2 separate regions of the Pan troglodytes genome follow, and region 2 is linked to region 1. The links are chromatin contacts, called in public Hi-C maps. All regions are on one chromosome and are shown on one strand. Each heading gives the region's core, a stretch centred on a gene start, on an enhancer-like site or on the middle of the called end of the contact. The rest is flanking DNA. Distances are from core to core; before and after follow the strand shown.

Region 1 (7,854 bases), core at 2,929-5,428:
AAGATCCGTTCCAAGGCCCTCGGCAGTGATCACTGTCCCATCACCCTATACCTAGCACTGTGACACCACCCCTAAATCACTTTGAGCCTGGGAAATAAGCCCCCTCAACTACCATTCCTTCTTTAAACACTCTTCAGAGAAATCTGCATTCTATTTCTCATGTATAAAACTAGGAATCCTCCAACCAGGCTCCTGTGATAGAATTCTTTTAAGCCCAAGATTTTTTATTTGAGGGTTTTTTGTTTTTAAAAAAAAATTGAACAAAGACTACTAATGACTTTGTTTGAATTATCCACATGAAAATAAAGAGCCATAGTTTCAGCCTTGCTGTCTTCGTGTCTTACCCCTTCGTGGGGCTACACATTCTCTTCCTCCTTATATTTTCATGCACACAAGTTAACAACTGAAAAAGCGTAGAGTCATGACCTTATTTATTTACAAGCACAGGATAAGTCCCTAACCTCCCCCAAAGACTGAGCAACCCTACCCAGCCCAGTTAAATACTGCAACTGGGGGGGTAAAAAAGGTCGGGAGGAGGAATTAAGGGAAATACAGGAATAGGGGAACATATCCCACATTAAATAGTTATATACACATCAGTTCCTGTGGTTCTGTACAGAGCAGCGGCTGACCCCACCCCCACAGGACACAATGTGGGGAGAGGAGACTGAGGGTACTGAGGCCAGAGCCAACCTCTGGTGAAGTGCAATAGCAGCAGCAAAGTCCTAATGGTGCACAAGAGGGAGGGGAACCCCCAGGGCTACCCACCCCCACCCTGCCCTGGAATGTGTAAGGGACAGGAATGGCTCTCAGGGAGCACACAGGAAGGACAAGCCTGGAACCGTCTTTAGGGCCCAGTTTTAAGGGCAACGTTTTGCCTACTTCACCCTAGACACAGCAACCCTTGGAGGAAAGCAGATGGTCAGCAGTGCTCTTATCTGCCCCTCCAAACCTAAGTGAGGGCCTGGTTCCTTCCTACCTCTCCCCAGGGAAAAGGAAGGCAGCTGCTTGGCTTCCTTCTAGAAGCCCCGGGAGCCTTTAACTACCCCAGCTCCCTTCGTAGTGTCACTGTCTCCACCAGGGAGGGGCCAGGCACAGTCTGTGGGTCATCAGGCTCAGGAGAAGTTCTGGACAGGGTGGCTGACCTTCATACAGGCCCAATAAAGGGCCCGGCCCAAACACAGCACAGCCAACAGGATGACAAATGCCCAGGCTGCATAGATGCCTCCATATCGCCGTGCATGCTTCCATGTGCCAAACTGATGAAGATAAGGAGGGAGAAGAAAAGAAAGATGGGGTTAATGTTGGTCTCCACTACCTCCTATTAGTTCTAAGAAGAGTAATAACTCACGCTTCAGTCCTTGTTCCTTATCCACATGTAGCCACCCTCAGGGACCTTCGTAAAGGCAGAGCTGATCAGCTTCCTTCCCTTAGGCGTAACATACTCATCCCATCCCACACTGTATCTCAGTTTTTCTTAATATCTGACAACTGAGCCAGGTTTGCAAATAGCAACTCTTAAATTAAGAATTTCACTGTCCTATCCTCATCCTACAGAGAAAGGAAGGCTGTTTTGCAGTCTTGTAGTAGTAATAAAGTCTGTTTCATCAGCCACTTTGCACTTTAGCTCATCCATATCTTAAAACAAAACAAACTAGTCCCCCAAGTTTCTTCCACTTTTTTTTAGGGTAGCAGTTTCCCAAATCTTAGCCTATGGAGATGAGGCTGCAGAATGAAAGAGGTTGGGGCAAGGGTACTCACGGCAAGGCCAGTGGCAGTGACTGCCAAAAGCAAGCCAAGCAAGAAGCAGCAGATACATCTCTTACGTGGGTATCTGCGCCCAATAGATGACCTGTGGGGAGGCAAATAGAAATGGATGCTTTCTATGGCCTTGTAGTTTTTACTCCATACATCAATAACCAGCTCAATCCCTAATCACTTACACTTTCCTGCAGTGAGGACAACGTGCCAAGGTGCGGTCTGTGAACTCTGTCCACTATGGAGAAAGAAAACGAAAATAATAGCACAAGCAGGGTCCCCCTCAATGAGAACCTTGGGGTGGGGATGCAGAACATGTTCCCATAGGACAGACCTTTCAGGGGTCATTACCATTACTCTAAGAAATATACTCGAAATGACTCTTAGTCTCCTTTCCCCTCCCCTTCCCAATACCCCTTCCTCACCAGAAAAGTATTCTTGCAATGTCCACAGATAACCCTGACACCCATGGGTTGGGGTTCTGGACTCAGAGGTCCGGGATGCACAGGCCCCAGGTTGATGATTCTTTTGCTACACAAAAGAAAAAGACTTGTATTTTCAAACTTGTGTTTGAAAAATTTTTAATCCTAAAAATCTTCACAGTCCCTGTTTCACATCCCCCACTCCCTGTCTATTAAGTCACTCGACTTCTCTGTACTTAAGATACTCTGTCCCCTAACTTTATACCCTCAAGAATCCTTGAGAAAGAAAGAGCACTGTTTAAACTTCAGGTCCCCAATTCCCCTCCGACCTCAGGATAACACACCCAGTCCCCAAGGCTCTCTATTCTCCGAAACGACATCATTTCATCTCAATATTTTTATTGAGAAACGAGAAAGACAGCTATAACATTCCTGAGGCACATGCTTCAAAGCCTTTTCTCCTAAATAAACACTAGGCTCTCTCACCTTTACATTCTCTGTATACGCTCATCCTTTTTTGACTTTCCAGTTCCCCACTTAGGCCCTTCCCCACCTTATGCCTCTTACCAGTAGGGCCGAGGGCATGCAATCCGTTGGGATGTCACTTTGCAGATAAGGAGACAGTTACAGGGGCATCGAACATATTTTTTCCCTGGGGGTGCATTCTTGATTGGCTAGAGAATAATAGGGTCATCAGCAAGCAAACCTCTAATCCCAATCCCCTCCACTTCCCTCCAAAAACACTTTATGAGATCAGAAAAATAAGGTGCTAGCCAGGAAGGAGAAATAAAAGAAAGACTATATCATGAGATTTGCAAATAGGAACTAGGCTAGGTGTGAAAGTGAGAGAAAGTGAACATTAGCTTTGGTGAGTGGCTTCTGGGGAAATGGCTGTGTGAGACACCTGGGAACTGAAACCTGGGTATCATCAAGAGCACTTGGCTAACAGCCGGAAGGTCAGGGTCTAGAACCAAGACATCAGAAAGAGGATCCAGGAAACAGGGCCCATTTCATAGATATGTATAACTCACGGTGGCTTCATTGCAGACACCACATTTGACTACATGCTGATGCATCTTGCCTTCCACGTTGATGAGAGATTGGCAGACTCGGCAGGTGATCATAGGGGCACTCCCACTGTCCGGGCTAGTTAAGGGTGAATAGGGGGGTGGGTCCTCCCCAGGCAACACGGCTGGATGCCCCTCGGGAAACGGGGGAAATGCTGGAGAGGAAGCAAATAGAAGGGCTGGGATCACTTACACCCCCACTGATGCTCCACGGTGGTAGGGAAGTCTTTCTGATCTTCAACCCTCTGACCAAGCTCGGAGGGCTTCTCATAATTGGCACTTCTATCAGGTTGCTCAGAACCCCCTTCCGTCCCTAGGCTGTGGTCGCGATTACGGAGGGAAGGAAGCCTCGCCCAGTCACAGGTGCAGCAGTCCCGCACCTGGCGACTGGGACCCGCCTCCGCCCTCGGTCCCGCCCCCTCCCCGGCTTTCAGAGTACCCCGGGGAGCACCTCGGACCCGCCCCGGCTTACCCTGGGGCGGGGCATGTTTACCGGCTCCGTACGGTGGTGCGGAGGGGGTCAGGCCTCCCCCGGGCCCAGCCCCACTCCCGCCGGGCCCCACTAAACCGTTGCCGCCCGCGCCACCGTCGATGGGCTCAGACAGCAGCGGGGAACGCTCTCCATCTGCCGCCATGGCCGCCACCGCCGCCTCCCGCTCAGGTCGGCGATCCGGCTCCCTTCGCCTCTGCCGTCGCCGCAGCCACCGCCACCGCCGCCACCGCCACCGCCGCTACCGGGTCCCCAGGGCGCCTGCGCGCCGCGCGCCCAGCTCACTCCGCAACCAGTGGCCTGCCCCGCCCCGTTCCGTCTAGCAGCACGTGATAGGCTATCCCCGCCCGGGTCATGCTATTATTCGCGTAGATAAACCAATTCCTGGTCCTGTGAAGGCAGCTCTCCTTTTCCATTGGGGAGCGACGCACAAACGTCAACTGTCACATGACCTGCCAGATGCTGCTGGGCTTGCAAAACCTGCACGTGACTAGAGGTTCTGCAAGCTATTGGGAGCGACGCCCATCGCGCTACCTCCAGACCAGGAGGTAGGGCTAGGCTGCGTCTGCTCAACTGGTCACGTGTTTCTGGAAGCTGCACGGTCCCTGTTGCTCTGCTCCTCATTGGTTCAAAGACACCACTAAAACACTTTTCTCCGGCTTTGCGTTATAGCTGGTTTCCTATTGGCTGGTGACTTTCCTTCTTTCGTCCTGTGATCCTAGCGGCGCAACTGCATTGGCCCGAACTTAGCGCCAGAACATGGGGGGCGTGGCTTATGCATTTTAAAGGAGGCTGGGCGGGTGCAATAAAGCAGTGCGGAAGCTTGGGATCTTCTGAGCGGGGAGAAAATGGACGGTGGGGAACAGTAGACAAAGTTAGCTGTTCTACTCAAAGAAGTACCTTTAAAAAGTCAGAGTAATGAGGTACCAGAAGGAAATGGATTAAAAAGTTAAGATTATCACTCCAGCCTTTGTCGCTAGAGTCACTTTCAGGACAGGACACAAGACTGGGTTTTCCTGGAAGCTGTCCTTACAGAGCCCCGTCTTTCCCCATTGCTGATCAAATTGTTAAATTATCTTTTCATTAGTGTCTCCACTACTAGAAGATTTCATCGTTTTACTAAAAAAAAAAAAAAAAATTCAGTAGAGATGGGGTCTTGCCTATGCTGGACTCAAACTCCTGAGTTTGATCTCCCGCCTAAGCCTTCCCAGTAGCTGGGACTACAGGGACAAGCCACCGTGCCTTTACTCAATTTTATGACCGCCAACCTTTAACATACGCACAAGTCTGTAGATTGGATTAATCAAATACAAGGTTATTTTCGTCACCTTATTTGACAGATGGGACAGTCTTTAGACCTGTCTCAACTTTGCTTCCAGCAAAGGGGCAGTGCCTCCTCCCCTACCTGAAGTCTCGTGTGGTCTTTATGGGCGCCTGAACCACACCTGGATTTTTTCCCAAGTCATAGCCCAAACTGGGACTGCTTTAAATATGGGAAGCAACAAGGAATTGATAAAAACAATAAACCCCGAGGAGGTCCATTATCAATTTGGCTAGCAGACTCTCCACTAAGAAAGGAAGTGCATCAAAGAAAGTACAGCCAGCCCCAAATATGTAATAACAAAGGAACTGCAGATGTCCCAGCACTTGGCTGCTACAGGGGCTGGAGACTTCACCTAGGTCCTGATTTTTTTAGACAGGGTTTTCTCAGGCCAGCTTCTACTTGGAAGCTAGTAACCTTCGACCAGTTAGATAAGAGCCCCTAACAGACACTTAAAGAACTAAGGAAGCTCCAGATACAAAATAGGGAAGAGGTTGTAGCTCCATAGTGGGAGGCCAGTCTGCTGCTTTTTCTGCTGTTTGTGGCACACAGACGCTCAAGCATTGTCTGGGGTTGGAGTAGGATCCATTATTTGCGCCCTAGTTACACATATATTCCAAAAACTGTCCTAAAAATATTTTTAAAATATCTACACTTTGTGAAAGACACTCCTTAAAAAAGCTTACACTCTGGGTAGGGAGACAGAATAGTGTAAACATTGACAGTATAACATATCAGGTCAGGAGTGGTGGCTCATGCCTGTAATCCCGGTGTTTTGGGAGGCTGAGGTGGAGGATTGCTTGAGCCCAGGAGTTCAAGGTTACAATGAGCCATGATCTAAACCTGGGCAACAGAGCAAGATCCTGTCTCAAAAAAAAAAAAAATCAGCACTAGTATTTTATTACATGGAAAAATATCAATACTAGAAATTCATGATACAACACATGCTTCATAATAAAAGAATTAAACAATGTAATTCAAGTTCAAGAAAAGAAGAGATCACTTCTAGCTAGAGCAGCCAGAGAAAACTTCTAAAACATAAAGAAAAATGAGTATTGTGCATGGATAACTAGGATCTGAGCTCTGTGTTGAGTAGATCAATAGGCAGAAAAATGCAAAAAGTAATCATAATATTTGGAACTTGCTCACAGTTAATAAAGCTTTTTTTTTTTTTTTTTGAGACAGAGTCTCATTCTGTCGCCAGGCTGGAGTGCAGTGGTGTGATGTCTGCCCACCTCCCGGGATCAAGCGATTCTCCTGCCTCAGCCTCCCGAGTAGTTGGGATTACAAGTGTGTGCCACCACACCCAGCTAATTTTTGTATTTTTAGTAGAGATGGGGTTTCACCACGTTGGCCAGGATGGTCTCAATCTCTTGAACTCGTGATTCACCCGCCTCGGCCTCCCAAAGTGCTGGGATTACAGGCATGAGCCACTGTGCCCGGCCAATAAAGCACATTCATAGTTATATTCATTTTATTTCAGAACCCACTGTGATGTGGACAGGGAAGGCAAGACTATATCTTTATTTTACAGATGTGGAAACTGAGGCTGTGTAAACTGGAGTCATTTAAGCTAAGTGACAGATTGAAATGGAGCTCTAAATCCCCATCTTCTGACTTATGATCTAATATTTTACATTCAAATAATTTGATAGGTAGATTGAAAGGGGCAGAAGCACAGAAGTGGCAGAGAGAAGGTGCTTGGGATGAGCCCCCTTTTATGCTAAATGCCTGGAACATAGAAGCTGCTTGATAGATGGCTCTCTAATTAATTAATGAAGTAACTTAAGCCCCATCTTGGGATAAATTTGCTGGGTACTGAACAATATTGTTAGCTGCAGTTGCAAGCAGGGAGGATATTCAGCTGGGGCACTACAGGGTGGCTGGCATTGGTTGTTTATGGTGCCATTGGTTCTGATTGGTTGGTACCTGTATTATACAGATAAGTCATTTTAATATTATCTCTGGTAAATATTGAGTGTCTCAGGTATTGCCTGATTTTTACCTATGGGGTGGGATCTTCTCACTTAGATTGAGAACATTTGCTAGGACATAAAAAACACTACAGATAGCATAAACGACAAACATTTATTTTCTCACAGCTCTGGAGTCTGGAAGCCCAAGATCAAGATATTGGCAGGTTTGCTTTCTCCTGAGGCTTCTCTCCTTAGCTTACAGATGGCCACCTTCTCACTGTGGCATAAATGGCCTTTTCTCTACACACATTTTTGCTTTCTCTTCCTCTTTCTCTTCTTTTTCTGTGCTTTTAGAGACAGGGTCTCACTCTGTCACCCAGGCAGGAGTGCAGTGGTGCAGTCATAGTCTGTGGCGGCCTTGAACTCCTGGGCACAAGCAATCCTGCCACCTCAGTCTCCCAAGTAGCTGGGATGACAGGTGCATGCCACCATGCCTAGCTAATATTTTAATTTTTTGTAGAGACAGGGTTTCACTATGTTGCCCAGGCTGGTCATTGGTCTCTAACTCCTGGGCTCAAGTGATCCTCTTGCTTTGGTGTCCAAATGCTGGGATTACAGGTGAGCACCACCCTGCCTGGCCTCTCTTCTTCTTATGAGAACAACAGTCTTATTGGATTGTGTCCCCACCATTATGACCTCATTTAAACTTAATTACCTTTTTAAGGGACTTATCTCCAAATATAGTCACAATGAGGGTTAGAGCGTCAACATAAGAATTTGGGGGAACACACTTCAGTGTGTTATATAATAGAATATAAAGACACTGTGAAGATTTCAAAGCATTTTTTTCTTTAGATTTCCAACAAAGTGATAACTAGTA
Region 2 (7,854 bases), core at 3,579-6,078, 580 kb after region 1:
GGTGGGCTTGCCATGCTCCCCATTTATCCAAGTGGGACCAGTTGCTCTGAGATCCCTAACTGAGCAGCCAGCCAAACATCCTTCCAGGTTCCACAGTGCTTCCTTCTGCCCTTACCCTGTCTTTCTGTCTTTCCCCCCTCATTCTCCCTCCCTCCGCCTGGATTCCTGATCCATTCATTTCCATTCATTACAGAGACTCATTCATGCATGGGAGAGAAACACCTCCCAGCAGCAGAGTCTGAAGACAGACAGAGGGGGAGGGGCATGAAGGGGGAGGGAGCCAGAGGGAGAGGGAATGAAGAGAGAGTTGGGGGAGGAGTGGAAGTTAAGGGGCACAGCTAGCCTGGGGAAGGGGCTAAAAACTGCAAATACCGTATAGGATTCATCCCCTTGTTTCAAACCTTGGAGCCTGCAGTATGATGGGGCATCTGAGCCCCTTTGTCCAGGGCTGTTCCGTGGCAGGCTTTCCTCCTCTCTGCAGGGGAGAGGCTCCCTCACACAAGAGGAGGATTACACTGGCTCTGAGCTCAAGAGGCTGGAGTGAGGGACGGGGGGCGGGGCTGGGCCATCTGCACAGATAGGGACTCAGCACATGCTCTGAGCAGGAAAGGGTTAAAATTCTCCAGGCTAAAATTCCCTAGGCCTGGGACTTGCAGAGCTCCAGTGCTGGGGAAGGAGAAGATCATTGAGAGGAAGAGGATAGGGGTTGGGGGGGGGCGGGTGCTGATCCTAAGCTGCAGAGGAGTTTAGCATGAGGACTTAGAAGAAACCCCAGAATCAAGATTCATGGAAACAGACCTGGGAGGATGACCAGAAGTCATCTAGTCTACCTTTCTGCCTCATATAGAATAGTATCTGGTCAAGGCTAAATGAATGTGGGTCTAACCTTTTTTTTTTTTTTTTTTTTTTTTTTTTGCCTAAGAAAGGATATTTGAGATATAAAGAACTTCCTTACAATAGGCATCACAAAACTGAAATGGGTTACTGAGAAAGAAAAAGATGCAAGCATTACTTTGCCTAAGGATCTTTAATAGAAAAGAACTGGGCCAGGAGTCAACCTGCCTGTCAGCAGAGAGAAAAGGCTCTGGAGGTCCAAGGCTTCTTTAATTTTTGACATTTAGTGGATGTGGTAAAACTCCATGAAGGGGCAGGTACCTGTTACATGTGGAATCTGGGCTACAGGATTATTATTAGCAGATGATTAATTAACAAAGTGTCCTTGTCCAAGGGTCACTAGACGACCTCCACTACCACTTAATATGTGTATTTCTGTAGCTTCAAATTAGGGCACCCACTCTCATCCTCTGGATCCTTTCCTGGGACTAAGAGCCTAGCCAGGCTTACTGAATAGTGTCACAAAAGGTGAATTAGAATAGGACTGAAGGGTACAAGGCTATTGTAGGCCTAGTCTGAACATTGATAACCCTACAACCTTTACTAAATCACTTAACCTCCCAGTTTACTCATCAGTAAAATAAGGGGATTGGACTAATTTATAGTGTTAGTCCCTTCCTGCTGGAAAAAAGTTTGTGATTCTAAGTCACAGGACTCTTTTGGACCCCAGAGAGATGTTAAAACAAATGGTCATCCCTTCAGTACCATGGAGAGTGCAGTGGGCTACCACAGAAGCCACTTGGGCCACCTCAGTACCATAGATAGAGCTATGAGGTGCTAGAGGGGCTGTTTGCCATTTTAGCATCGCAGATACAACACAGAAAAGCTAGAGCTTTTTTTTTCGTTCCTATCTGAAAACCATAGAAAAAAACCCAGTGGTACCAGAGGGATTATTTTGGCCTTTTAGATGTCACTGAAAATAGAAAGAGCTAATAGAAAATAGATGTAACTAGAAGAATTTTAATTAGCTATAAGGAGCATCCTGACAGTTACAGTTTGTACATCCTGGAATGAGTTACTGAGGCATCATATTTGGGTCCATCACATTCTGTTGCTCTCCTGGGGATTCCCGGAACATCCTGGTGTACAGCCAATCTGGTATATTCAGAGGAAGCAGATGGTGGAGGCGTGGGGCGGGGGGGCTGGGAATACTGCATGGTCATAGCTGACTAACCTATGGGCACATACTCTCATTCTGAGAAGATTCTAGGGCCCCTAAAACTGTCTGTAGGATAGCAAGCAAAATCTCTTAGGAAGCTGGCCTCATATCTGAGGCAAGAAGAGTCAGAAAAGGGCAAAGCTTCCTATCCCAAAACAAAACAACAATAAACCACTTTGCACATAGCAGTTTCCAGAACAGAAATAGAGTGATATACAAGAAGGCCCAAACTGAAGCTGAATTCCCCAGCACGGAAAGTTTCCCCAGAAGGTGGCCTAAAATCAACAAAACTCACTGAGATACCTTCTTAGGCCCAATGAAGATCTGAATCATCTCCATATCAAACCAGGTTCCAGACACCTGATCCCATGATTTTTTTCTCAGTAGGGGAAAGAACTGACAGGGACTGGGATACTTTGAACTGCCTTGGAACCGAGGTCATGCATATATTGCCCCTGGACAATAATCACAGAGTTTTCTATAGTCAGGCCTTAAACACCATCCTCGAGACTTGGCCAGACAGCAGCACTGACCTACTTTCCACCCCCACTGGGAATCAGGGGTTATCTTGCCCTTATTTGGATTCTATAAGGATGCGGGGCCAGGGATAGATATCAGAAACCTTTCAAAAGCAATAGGCCAATTATCCTTACATGCCGGGGGAGCTGGTAGGGAAGTGGGTGTGGACCACTAAACCTTACTCAGTAGAGAAGGATGGAATGCTTGGTGAAAAGACTTAGAAACAACAAGGACAGGTACATAGAAGTATTTGCTAAATGGACCACAAAGACTGTCCCTCAAGTCTTGTGATTCAAAAGTTTTTAGGGTCAAAGTGTAAGGAGCAAGGGTTCAGGACTTCTGGGGTCCAGTTGTAACTGCCTCTGGTCACCTCTAACACGATGGTTTTCCCTCTTGAGAATCCTACACCTCCCAAATCTGCTAACAATTATGATTACCACTGCACTAGATGGGGTTAAAAGGAAAGGGAGCTTCTAGGGCGGTCTACATTCAAAAGACTACCTTGATCATACAGACACACCAGTAGTTCACTTTTATGGTCTCCTCTCCATGGCCCTCTGAACCTCACTGCTCAGATAGCTCCTCCTAACCCGCTCCACTCTGCAGCTCACCAGCCTTTTTAGACTGAGATCTTGGTAAAGCCTCCTTCCCTCTGTCCTCACTCTCCTGAGTTAGGGACATGGAACCTCAGCCATGGACTTCAAAGGTACAGCAGGAGGCGAGAGGAAGGCACACCTGCTCACCTGCTGCCATCCCACCATGGGGAATCTTATCCCAGAGGCATGTCCTAACGCAACCCCGATTTTGATTTTGAAAGTTCTGGAAGACCTGGGTTTGGGAAAGAGGGGCATGTAGCCAGCCCTAAGTCCCTTTAAGTGGAGCTGACCCTAGAAAAGTCAGTCTTAGCACCCACGTGAGCCTCGGTCCTCAGACTGGGAGGTAGGGGCGATCGAGGGAGCCTCTGGGAAAATCCCCCTCCCAGAAATAGATTGCTAAGTAGGGTAGGACCTGCTATCCTGCCGGAGAGGTTTTTCCAGCAGCACCCCAGACCCCTCCCCAGGAAGATAAGCCAGAAGGATGATGGGGGGCAGGGTTGGGAGATAGGGAGGCCAAGGCTCAGCTACCCCCGGCCAGGAGAACAAAAGCTGAGTTACAGCCGCCTCCGCTGCTGCCGCGGGCCGAGCTCTTTGTGACACTTTGTTTGGGACGCAAAGAGGGAAGCACCCCCCATCCTTTCCCCTCCCCCGCCACCCCGTGCTCCCAGAGAGTTTGGGCTCCTTCCCCCTCCCCCACCAGCCCTACCTGGGCCGGGGATTGGGGGGTGCACATCCACTCAGGCTCGCGGCTCTGCCGCCCCTCACCCCCAGGTCCCTCGCGCCCTGCCTTCGGGCCCCTACAAAGACACCCGCTACCTCCCCCGCCACATCCCCCCCGTTGGCCCTTCATTTTGGTGTCTGCTCCCCCAGCTCTTCCACCTGGCCCCCCCTCCCTTGGGGCCCCCCAGCTCTCCAGGCTTCCGAGGCCGCCACCCCCACCCCGCCCCCCCAGGAGCTCTGGGCGAAGTTTGCTTGGGGCCGAGCCGGCGCCCCTCCCCCGCCCCCGCCCCCTGCACCTGCTCCGAGCCGGGCGCGCTGAGCGGGCCCCCCCTCCGGGAGGGGGGAGGGGGCCGGGGGCGGGGGCCGGGTGGCGGACGGGGGGGCCCGGGAGTGGGGGGAGCGGCTACTCACGAGCCCCGGGCGGGCGGCGGCGGAGCGGGCGGCGGCGGCGGCGGCGGCGGGCGGCGGGCGGCGGGCCGGCGGCGCGGGCGTCAGCGTTACGTGGGGCCGGGGGAGATGCGCCGGGCCCCGGCCCCCCCGCCCCCGGCCCGGCCCCCGCCCCCTCCCCGGTCCCCCGCCCCCGGCCCTGGCCCGCATTGTGTGCGGCGGGAGGCGGCCCGGCCATTAGCATGCGGGGGGCGGCGCGGCGGGGCTGGGAGCCGCGCGGGAGCCGGGCTCTGGCTCCGGGGACAGGGAGCTGGGGACCCCGGGAGCCGCGAGAGGCGGCCGCCAGGGGCGGGGTGCGGGCGGTTTGGAGACGGGGGGCGCTGTCGGAGGGAGGGAGGAAGGGAGGGAGCGGGGGTGGGGCGCACAGAGGATTCCAACAGGAGACTGGAAGAGATTTTGAAAGGTCATCTCGTCCTTCCCCCAGCCTCCAAGCAGCACTGCCCCTCCCTCCCTAAACCCGGACATACCAGGGAAGGAGTTGGCTCTGCCGCTCTTTCTGCCCCAACATGCACAGACTCGGGAAGTTCTTCCTGGGGTTTTATCTCAAAGCCTCTCCCTTACAATTTCTGTCTCTCTTTTGGGGGAGGAGGAGGGGCGATTATAGAGATAGTTAATGTCGGCCGTATAAGAAACATTATTAAAGTTACTCTTCGGTCCTTTCCGTTCTTGATAAACAATTCCTGCGCCTTCCTCTCGAATTCTATTTTCCATTCCTCAAGTCACTTTAATGGCTCTTCAATACAACAAATATTTACTGAGTGCTTACTAAGTGCCAGGCACTGGGCTCAGCGCTGTGAGGGATGAGAAAGAAGTGGTACCTTCCTTCCAGGCGATTGTAGTCTAGACTACAAACTGGTGAGTAGTATACTCAGATTTAGTCAATATTTACTGAATGCCTGTTCACCTATCTAATAGTATATAATCTTTCCAATAACCCTCTATAATTAAATTAGCCCCCATTTACAAGTAAGAAAAATGAGGCTTCAGGAAGTCTGTTTCCCCAGTGGCCTGCAGGCTCGGGGATCCTCAGTGCAAGCCCAACATCTCACATCGCCACCAAATAAAATCAATGCACGTGGGAATTGAGGAGGAGTAGACACACAGCAGTTTTCTGGATCTCTTTAAAACGTGACTCCCACTCCCCGGGAAAGAAAAGAGTAGATACAATGACCCGCCGATGTTGGCACAGCACTGATGGGGCAGGAGTGGCTTACAAAAAATCACTTGCCTCCTAGGACCCTGCCTCCCTCCTCGTACTAACTTCTAGAGTCTTCTGGCACAGTCTCCTCTTATCGTCAACAACAAGAAATAATAATAGTGATGATGATCATAGCCACTAACATTGAGCACTTGTGTACCAGGTACTGGGCTAAGCTCTCTTCCATGCTGGAAGCAACCCCTTGAGACTGGTATTATTAACTTCCTTTTATAGATAAGGGAACACAGAGATTAAGCAACTTGCCAAGGGCACCTAGGTAGATCTGGGATTTGTTTTGATCTATAGAGTATATTTGGGCCCAGCTGGTTCTGCTCCCGACTGTAGAAATGTGTCCCCAGCTTCCTTCTGAATAACACTTTTAGTGTACGGGCATCAGACTTATCAGTGTGACCTCATCAGCACCACTAATAGTTATTAAACACCCACCCTGAATCAACAACTCTTCACAGTCATATTGTTAGCCCCCTTTTATCAGTGAATAAACTGAGGTGCGAATAGGTAGAAAAACATATCTATCAGGACACACACAGTGGCCCACACCTGTAATCCCAGCAGTTTGGGAGGCCAAGCAGGGAGGATGGCTTGAGCCCAGGAGTTTGAGACCAGCTTAGGCAACATTGTGAGACGACCCTGTCTCTACAAAAAATTTAAAAATTAGCCAGGCATGGTGGCATGTGCCTGTGATCCCAGCTACTTGGGAGACTGAGGCAGGATGATTATTTGTGCCCAGAAGGTGTTGGCTACAGTGAGCCATGATCATGCCACTGCACTCCAGCCTGGGTGACAGTGAGCCCCTGTCTCAATAAAATAATAATAATAATAATAATAATAATAATAATAATAATAATAATGTATCCAAGATCACACAGATGGAGAAGCAGCAGAGCTAAGATTCCAGCTCAGGTCTGTCTGGCTATGAGGCACCTTCTCTCTCAAAAATATTAATTGTTGCAATAGCATCCTTCCCAAGACTCACTATTTGAGGACCATGAGATAGATAGATAGATAGATAGATAGATAGATAGATAGATAGATAATGTCCAGTTGCAGGTTATCATTGAATCAAAAACAATCCCCACCATAAACAGGGTCCCCCCCCATCCACTGAGTCAGTGTTCAGTTCAGAGTAAAACCTTCAAGAAAGAAGGAAGGGAGACTGTCCAGAAAGTGAGAGGCAAGAAAGCCACTGGAATTCAACCTTACCTGGTCTGGGGGCAAAGCTGCAAGTAGTAATGACAGGGGACCGATCCAGACAGAAAGTAGGATCTCTAGGGAAGGACAAATAATTTGAGGAGGAAGCCAAAGAAAGGAGTAAGATCATATGGAAATGAGGGGGAATTGAGGTCCAGAGTGATAGTGTCCATGGGGATGAGGTAAGTGAAACCAGAAAAGGAACCCAGGATGGGCAGAAATGAGGGTAATGAGAAATGGGAACAGAGTGAGGTCGGCCTAGACATCTTGTGGAGTGAACTGAGGCCGGTATCTACCCAGGGCCACTCCCTAGATCCTTAGGCCTTCATAGAAACCTTTGCCCCACCACACCCCATCCCTGACAGCCTTTCTCTGCCAGGACAAGTTTGTCGTCTGCTCTGAGCTATCAAGCCCCTTAGGAGACCTAGGACCCAGCTGGGTCCCATCCCTTTGGAGTAGCTGCTTCAGACTAGGTAGGTGTGAGGACCTGGACCTCAAATCCCTGGATATTGGGAGTGGGCAGAGGTGTAGCTGAAAGATACGTTGTTGCATGTCCTGTCTCCTAATAGACAGAACCTATAACACATTTTTCCCAGCCTAGGAAGCACCTAATTCTTGTGGGCAAAGGAGCCATGGAAGATAGAGCTGGTGAGCAAGAGCAGGAGAGACACAGCCTTCGTCTGGAAAAGCTACAACACTGGGCAAGGCACAGGCAGAGTGGGCACCTCTTGGTGCTAGCGGTGAGGCCAGGCTACCCCATCCCAGGTCTCAGCATGTCCACTTCTACCCAATTCAATTCCATCCATCCATCCATCCATGTTAAGTGAGCACCTACCATGTGCCAGAAACTGAGCTAGGTTCTGAATGGGAGGAGGGTAGAGGAAAACATAGAAATAAACAAGGCAAGACCCTTAATCTCCCAAGTAGCTTCCATCTTGTGGGGGAAAACATACAGGTAAGTAACTAAACTACAATATGAGGCAGAAAAAATTAAATGATACTTAATTTTTAATGATCACGTCCTTGCTCTGGGTTGACTGCTTTCCTCCACCCTGCATTCAATCCCATTTCCTGATCTCTAAAGAGGTAGGAGTTATGAGGAGGGAATC

The links. Hi-C and Micro-C count contacts between places; a contact is called where the count stands out from the background.
Region 2: a contact with region 1 is called in a Hi-C map of stem cell-derived neural progenitor cells, with 4 times the contacts expected there. The contact joins the promoter of TMEM253 here to the promoter of PIP4P1 in region 1. A contact is called at or near these places in 1 of 7 Hi-C or Micro-C datasets (stem cell-derived neural progenitor cells) and 1 of 1 datasets of contacts at active chromatin or transcription factors (stem cell-derived excitatory neurons).

What each region holds. Positions count from the first base shown.
Region 1 is chr15:18,898,173-18,906,026 of NHGRI_mPanTro3-v2.0_pri, forward strand. It overlaps PIP4P1 (phosphatidylinositol-4,5-bisphosphate 4-phosphatase 1), which reads right to left and starts at 4,179. Exons shown (of 7, transcript XM_520669.9): 1 at 3,720-4,179; 2 at 3,212-3,402; 3 at 2,748-2,854; 4 at 2,184-2,289; 5 at 1,944-1,996; 6 at 1,762-1,852; 7 at 415-1,259. The coding sequence starts at 3,882. The coding sequence ends at 1,116. APEX1 (apurinic/apyrimidinic endodeoxyribonuclease 1) reads left to right here. Exons shown (of 4, transcript NM_001081485.1): 4 at 1-63. The coding sequence ends at 63.
Region 2 is chr15:19,479,128-19,486,981 of NHGRI_mPanTro3-v2.0_pri, forward strand. It overlaps TMEM253 (transmembrane protein 253), which reads left to right and starts at 4,829. Exons shown (of 8, transcript NM_001246441.1): 1 at 4,829-5,190; 2 at 7,111-7,218; 3 at 7,342-7,485. The coding sequence starts at 7,378. All of the region lies in intron 1 of ZNF219 (zinc finger protein 219), which reads right to left.